2 separate regions of the Danio rerio genome follow, and region 1 is linked to region 2. Evidence: chromatin contacts called from public Hi-C data. All regions are on one chromosome and are shown on one strand. The core of a region is the stretch at or near the end of the contact, and the rest is flanking DNA. Distances in the headings are between cores, read along the strand shown.

What was found. A called contact is a pair of places that touch in the nucleus more often than the background predicts.
Region 1: a Hi-C map of hematopoietic stem cells shows a contact between it and region 2, with 1.8 times the contacts expected there. The contact joins the enhancer-like site here to the promoter of grik1a in region 2. A contact is called at or near these places in 4 of 18 Hi-C or Micro-C datasets (caudal fin, embryo and hematopoietic stem cells).

The regions. Positions count from the first base shown.
Region 1 is chr10:30,538,340-30,542,014 of GRCz12tu, forward strand. It overlaps tiam1a (TIAM Rac1 associated GEF 1a), which reads right to left. Exons shown (of 29, transcript XM_073914764.1): 16 at 2,978-3,190; 17 at 1,966-2,093. Among named protein-coding and RNA genes, the nearest start is that of grik1a, 38 kb to the left of the region's middle. Within about 2 kb of position 2,077, at least 5 of the 62 cell types and tissues checked have an H3K27ac peak or open chromatin away from gene starts, as enhancers often do.
Region 2 is chr10:30,500,269-30,503,509 of GRCz12tu, forward strand. grik1a (glutamate receptor, ionotropic, kainate 1a) reads right to left here and starts at 1,461. Exons shown (of 16, transcript XM_073914784.1): 1 at 1,352-1,461.

The DNA of each region.
Region 1 (3,675 bases), core at 827-3,326, 39 kb after region 2:
ACCGATTCCTTGTCATTGTGATCAGTCGTTACCAAGTACCAATTCTGACATTTTAAGCTTTATATAACTAAGTCATTTCATAAGCTCATTTTCCCTCTATGTACAGAATGACATCTCGCCTTACCTAAGAGAATGAATTAAGGATGTTGCACACAAGTAATGGTCAGAAGCAGCTTTACAAAAAAAAAAAAAAAGATAAAACAATTTACTGACAATGCGATTTGGAAACATTGCTCACATGTTGTAACACTGTGGATGTTTAATCCGGGTTGTAAACAAACACTTGCGATCGGTTCATGAGATCAGCCAGATCAGCGACTGATACCAATCTCCAGCTGATCGATCAGAGCATTTAGGTCAAAATTATTGATTGTTTTCGACAAAAAAAGTTAGAAAAGAGAGAAAAATCTCATTTGTTGTATTCGAAACACGTTTTTCACCAGTTTTCTATGATTTCATGGCAGTAATGAAGCACAATCTCTGTAAATGTATATAAAATTATAAAAAAACAACAAGCATTGCTAGAATGCTGATGTTAATAACTGTAATCAGAGTCTGTAAAGAGGGTCTGTAGGCGCATGTTAACTGGAGGTCTCATACTTTTAGGTATGAGTGAGTGCTGACAGATTTCCTCCATCTTTGTGTGCGTTAGACAGTCGCCTGTGATCTTGACCTCCATCAGGCAGACGGTGTCATCACTATCACTCTGTGTGAGAGTATGAGTGTGTGAATGTGCGAAGAACCGCCAGGCAAGAAAACCTGTCTTCCCATCTGCTGCCGTCTCTGAAAGCAGCCTTAAAAGCAAAGGTCACTTAGATCACATGACACAAAGCTCTTAACCAGCCATCTGATTGCAGACACCCTCCGTTTCAGAAAATAGACTCATGGTCAAAAGTTTGGAATTTTAAATGTTTTTATAAGAAGACTTTTCTGCACACCTAGGCTGCATTTATTAGTAAAATTTTAATTTATTATTACCATTTAAAGTAACCGATTTCTTATAAAATTGAACTTTTATTTATTCCTGTGGTTGAAAGCTGCATTTTCAACACCAATACCCCAGTTTTCAGCCACATGATCCTTTATCAAGAATTTTAATATACTGATTAACTGTTCTGTTATTCTTGGTACTCAATCATTAATAATTATTATTATAATTATAAATATTCCATTTTTTTCAGCTTCATAGTTTTATGGAAACCAAGATTGTTGATGTTTCATTGTTTTTTTATGAAACGATAACACCATTTATTAGAATTTTTTAAAAATTTTTTATAATAAATATCTTTAATTTCACTTTTGTTGTATGTCTCCTTGATTAATTAAAGTAAACACATTTTTTATGGTACTATATCAATATTTCAACAAAAATATGAAGCAGCCTAACTGTTATAATAATAATAATAATAATAATAATAATAATAATAATAATAATAATAATAATAATGGCTGTTCATTCCGCTGTGGCGACCCCAGATTAATAAAGAGACTAAGCCGAGAAGACAATGAATGAATAAATGAATGAATAATAATAATAATAATAATAATAATAATAATAATAATAATAATAATAATAATAATAATTATTATTATTATTATTATTATTATTATTATTAATTCCAATTGTAATAATACTTTATCATTTTAAAAATTGTTACTGTATTTTTTTATATCAAATAAATGCTGCCTTGATGACAAAATAAGCTTCTTTTAAAATCGTTTAAAAAAATTTAGTCTATGTTATTTGCCCCAAATAACATCAAAAACCTCCAAAAATAATAAACAAAGGACCTTGATGCAAAAAAATAAATAAAATAAAACTCAGATGATGTGCTCTGTGTGATTCAGAACTAGACACTCAATCAAGTACATTTCAGAAAGACAGACAGACAGACAGACAGACGGTTGGTGGTTCGAGCAGAGAGTGGTGTTTATGATGAATCTTGATGGCAGGTGGTCTCTAACCTTGTGTGCCGAGTCGATTTCATCCTCCAGGCTGTCAGCGGGGCTCTCAGCCATCAGGTTTACCCTGTCGTCGCCTGTGTCATCGGGGCTGTGCAGCACAAGGCCAAGACCTTCATCCAGGATGTCCTCTAGAGGGAGCAATAAAGACAGACAGGCAGTGGGTGAAGAACATGACTGTACCAGAGACATTTTATCTGAAACATTTTTTCAAATTTAGTCAGCTAAGATGCTTTAAACTGCTTTAAAAATTAACACTTAAAATGTTACAGATATTTTTTAAATGAATGCTTAGTATCACTATAAAACTACACAATAAGTTTTAATCACAAGTTAGATTTTTTTTTAAATTCTGGTAAAGTTTTTATAATTTTATTATTTGCTATTTTTAATAATTTTTTGATATGTCTGTAGTTTTAGAAGACCAAGTAATGCTATAGTAAATGAGATGAATTAATAAATGAGATAAATAAATTGTTGAGATAAAAAAATATTTTATGAGATATAAATAAATTGTTGTGAAAGCTAGGTGAAATAAAAAAAATTAAAAAAATGCATATGTTTTTAAAATAATATGTGTTTTATTACCTTTAATTTAAATGTCAAGCAACAACGCTATTTTAAAGTTTTAGTTTTATTAATTAACTCCTGTTTCCCAGTAATGGGATGTGACTGGAAGGGTATCCGCTGCATAAAACATATGCTTGAATTGTTGGTGGTTCATTCCTCTGTGGCAACCCCTGATAAATAAGGGACTAAGCTGAAGGAAAATGAATGAATGAATGTATGAATTAATTAATTCCTAAAAAAAATTAAGTGTCCAAAAGTTGATATTAAAATAGCTTTTAAAAATATATTAGAAAGTGTGAGAATATTACAGTTTAAAAATATATTTGTGATTGGTTGAATGAATGAGTCTGTAAGTCACTCTCTCTTGTGTCACCAAAATATGCTGATAATGACTATAAAATATGCAAACATATGAATATCGGAAGACAGCGGAGAAGAAGTTTACCTTGACTCTGGGAGAAGATGTCAGTGCAGAGGTCTTGCGCTCCGTCTGATCTGCGAGGAGGAAGCTGGCACAGCTGGTGCGGATCGGCAGCGGGCAGCGTGCTGACAGTCAGGGTGAGAGAGGGCAGAGCAAACGCAGCCTGCATGTCTGCCAACTCCAACACACTCGCAGGTTTACTGTTCAACTTCAGGATCTCATCACCGGCTCGCAGACCTGAACACACACAATCACAAGTTGGTAAGCAAATGTAGCAAATGTACTGGGCATCGCACAAAATTTTCAAAATTATTAAAAAAATTATCTTAAAACATGTCAGAGGCTACACTGTAGAAACATTCTTGCTGCATTAATTTTTTTTGCTGAATCCAATGAACTTTTCTAGTCATCTCAACTTACATCAATCAAACTGACTAAAAATATTAGGTTAAACTTTGCATAACTTCAAAAATGTAGCTGAAACCTGATTCATTTATTAAAATAAGTTAAAGTAATATAAAAAAATATCTTTGTAGTCATAATTTTTTTGTAATATAATTTTTTACAGTGAATTATTAAAGGGCACCTAGGTTACCCCTTTTTTCAGATTTAATATAAGTCTTTTGCGTCTCTAGAATGTGTATATAAAGTTTCAGATCAAAATACCCATCAGATTTTTCATTATACCTTTTACAAGATGCTGTTTTATACTGATTTCCAGC
Region 2 (3,241 bases), core at 211-2,710:
GTTTTAGAGCACTTGATGTTAACCTACTGTCCAGATGAAGCCATACAAATTGGGAAACATGATCAAAATTGGTAGTAAATGAGTAAGAAGTTTGCAAAACATCCATGCTTCATAAATGAAAGAATGTAAGACAACGATAAAACTATGGGTGCGCTTCATATGTACTCACATCAGAAAAATAAAATGGAAATAAAAAAACAACTAATGATGATTCAAGCTAGCTATTCTTGATTTATCAGTGCATCAAGAGCATTTAAAGTATAAAAGGGGTAGTGCATAAACATACTGTTGGCCCATCAAAAATACAAGCACAAAAATAACCCGCAGGAGAGGAGAGGAGGAAATGCGGGCACTGGCTGTGCGACCATTAAATATGACTCATTTGCACCACTTATGCGGGTGGAAAATCTAAAAAAATATCTGTAGACCTTTCATTTAGTGTTTTTTAACATCATTGTGCATGTTCGTTTTTTTTAGCATTGTATTTTGTTATTCCTATTTACTGCAATGCTCTCTATGGATCATAACTGCACACATTTTTTATCCCACAGAACTGTTTTAAGGACAGATAAGGCACAGATAAATGCAGAATCAGTGCTTTACCTGCAGGAATGGTAAGGTTGTACGAACTGTAACATTTTATACAACCCTGTGGTGATGATCTGGGTCATCTTGCTTATGTAACATGCTTATATGCTTATTTGTAGAGATGTGATTATTCCCTTAACTGTAAGGTTTACCCTAATGACAAACCATCTGTGAAGTCCAACATAAAGAAAAAGAAACTAAAGATGGAGCACAGTCTGATCTGCAAAAGTCTAAATTGGAGAACAACAAAATATTGAGGAAAAGTTGGTTTTATATTTACACGTTCGTTCAGTGACAACTTATGGCATTCTCCCTATATTGTTTACCATGTTACTTTGAATAATTAGGCCTGAACTTACATATAAATATGACTTCAATACAACATTAGCACTATTTATTTGACTGTGAACAGTTGTATTTTGATAGACATTGGCTGCTAATATGATTTCTCCATTTAGAATTTGCAAAGAATCCTTTAATATAAAACCAACTTTACCTCAATCAACAAAATGGCTACAAAAATCTTTGGCTCATTCTGGGCTAGCTTGAATACTATAACAGGCCTTCAGCATGTACACCGAAATAGCAGCAAGTTTACCCTGGAGACATTTAAAATCATGAACCGAGTGAAAAACCTGTTGAGTGATGTTGACAACGCTTTCCTTTCAAAATGAGTAATTAACAGCAGTGGGCCTGATCATTTCTGTGGACATTTGCTTGATGCCTGTGTGGAAGAACTGTATTTTTATAAGTTTGTACCTACTTTTTTGAAAGTCTTTCCAGCAGGAACCTAAGTTGTGAAAAGATTAAGTGGTTGTCGCAAGTTTAGTAGAGTCCCAATATCTTTAATGAATTCAGAGTAGCTGGTACAGCACTGCACTGCCACCTCCTGGTTATACTTGATAAGACAAGAATAATTATGTAAACATGTTGGCGATATCAAAATCTGATTCACCATGAGATTACATCTGCGTTTCATCCCTCTGCCCTAATCCCTTAGAATGGTTTACCTTCTAGACTCAAGAGTGACGACTTTGAAGGGATGCATGCCTATAGGGGATAAAAAAGATTTTGACTGCATCTGCGTCACAAATATAACGTGGAAAAAACATGGGGTGTGCTCACCACTTTCTCCTTCATTCCCAAGAGTCATCTGAAGTTTGAGTTAATATTTTTAGGAGATTGCTCATGAAAATCCCTACTTTGGAACAAATATGTGCCCTTGATGTGCACTTGGAATTTAAAGTGGTATTGTGTTAGAAAGAAGCAGATAAAAGGAAGATGTTTAGGGCAGATTGTCAAGCCTGCTTCTAGAGCAGGGGTTCCCAAACTTTTCAGCCCGCGACCCCCAAAATAACAATGTCAGTGACTCGCGACCCCCATTTTTCAAGGTGGTTATACTGTAAATATATAAACTTTGTAGACACAACTATAGGCATGTATAAACATAAGCACATTGACAACACATACATGCAACAGTCTAATAACCATATATAATTTTTATATTCATTTATTAATTTATGATATAAAAAGTAAAGGCTGATGACTGATTTTTATTTATTTATAATAGATAATAATAATATAATAATAATTTTGTTTTATTTATTTGTATGTTGTTGTTTATTTATCACAAATATTAACCTCTGTGCAGTTATGAGTAAAATATGGTCATTCAAATAGTTCAATAAAACTTATTTAAGTTTTGGAGATCACCAAGCGACCCCTTGTCATTGTTACGCGACCCCCCAGGGGGTCCCGACCCCCACTTTGAGAACCACTGTTCTAGAAGGCCATTGCCTTGCAGAGTTCCCCCCTGGCTGGGTAATGAAAGTCTTGGAGAGCCATATCACACTCTGAAGGTCACCATGGCTGCCATATTGAAGCGTTGTTCCAAACTGAAGTGCTAAAAACTGGTCACTTCGAAGGGCTCTTCGGATTAAAGGATTTTAAAAAAATAAAACTGATTTACACTTCGGGCCACATTTCTTTAAACAGGGAAGTTGTTTGGTGTCATTAACAGTACTTAATTTAGAAGGGTTCTTTTCAATGCTCTAATCACTTTAGAGAGACCCTCCAGATGGATTAGGGCCACTATTTCTCTACTCAAAACATCTGCCTAAAATTTTTATTATATCTGTTATAATGCTTAGATGTATTGAATTAGGGACCAGACAGTGCAGAACAGAGACACTCTAGGTACAATTCTGGACACCCCGGTTTGGACCATTGTTTTCATGCTTAAGTCCTCTTCATGGGTGGATTTACTCTGTATGGAATGTAGCATATGGTTCCTTGTCAAGATTAAGGCCCAGATAAACTTCAAATGAAATTGAAGAATGAACTGAAATGACATAATTTCAGACAAAATCCAGTTAAAACGAAGGCTGTGTTGAATACGTTGAAGCAGTTTGTAACAACTGACTGAACCTAACTGTTTTATGGTGTTTGTTTTGGCTCCTTATGGGTTGCATATAGGGAGGTTTGGCTCTTGTTTATTGCCACCCTTCGTAAAAAAAGATTGAAAATGCGTAAGAAATACCTTTACAGGATGATAACGGGATAGAACTGTAAAATACGGGAGAATCCTGGGAAAAACTGGAGGCTTGACAGGTATGGCAAACATCAATACCCATGATCACTCTCAGATATATTT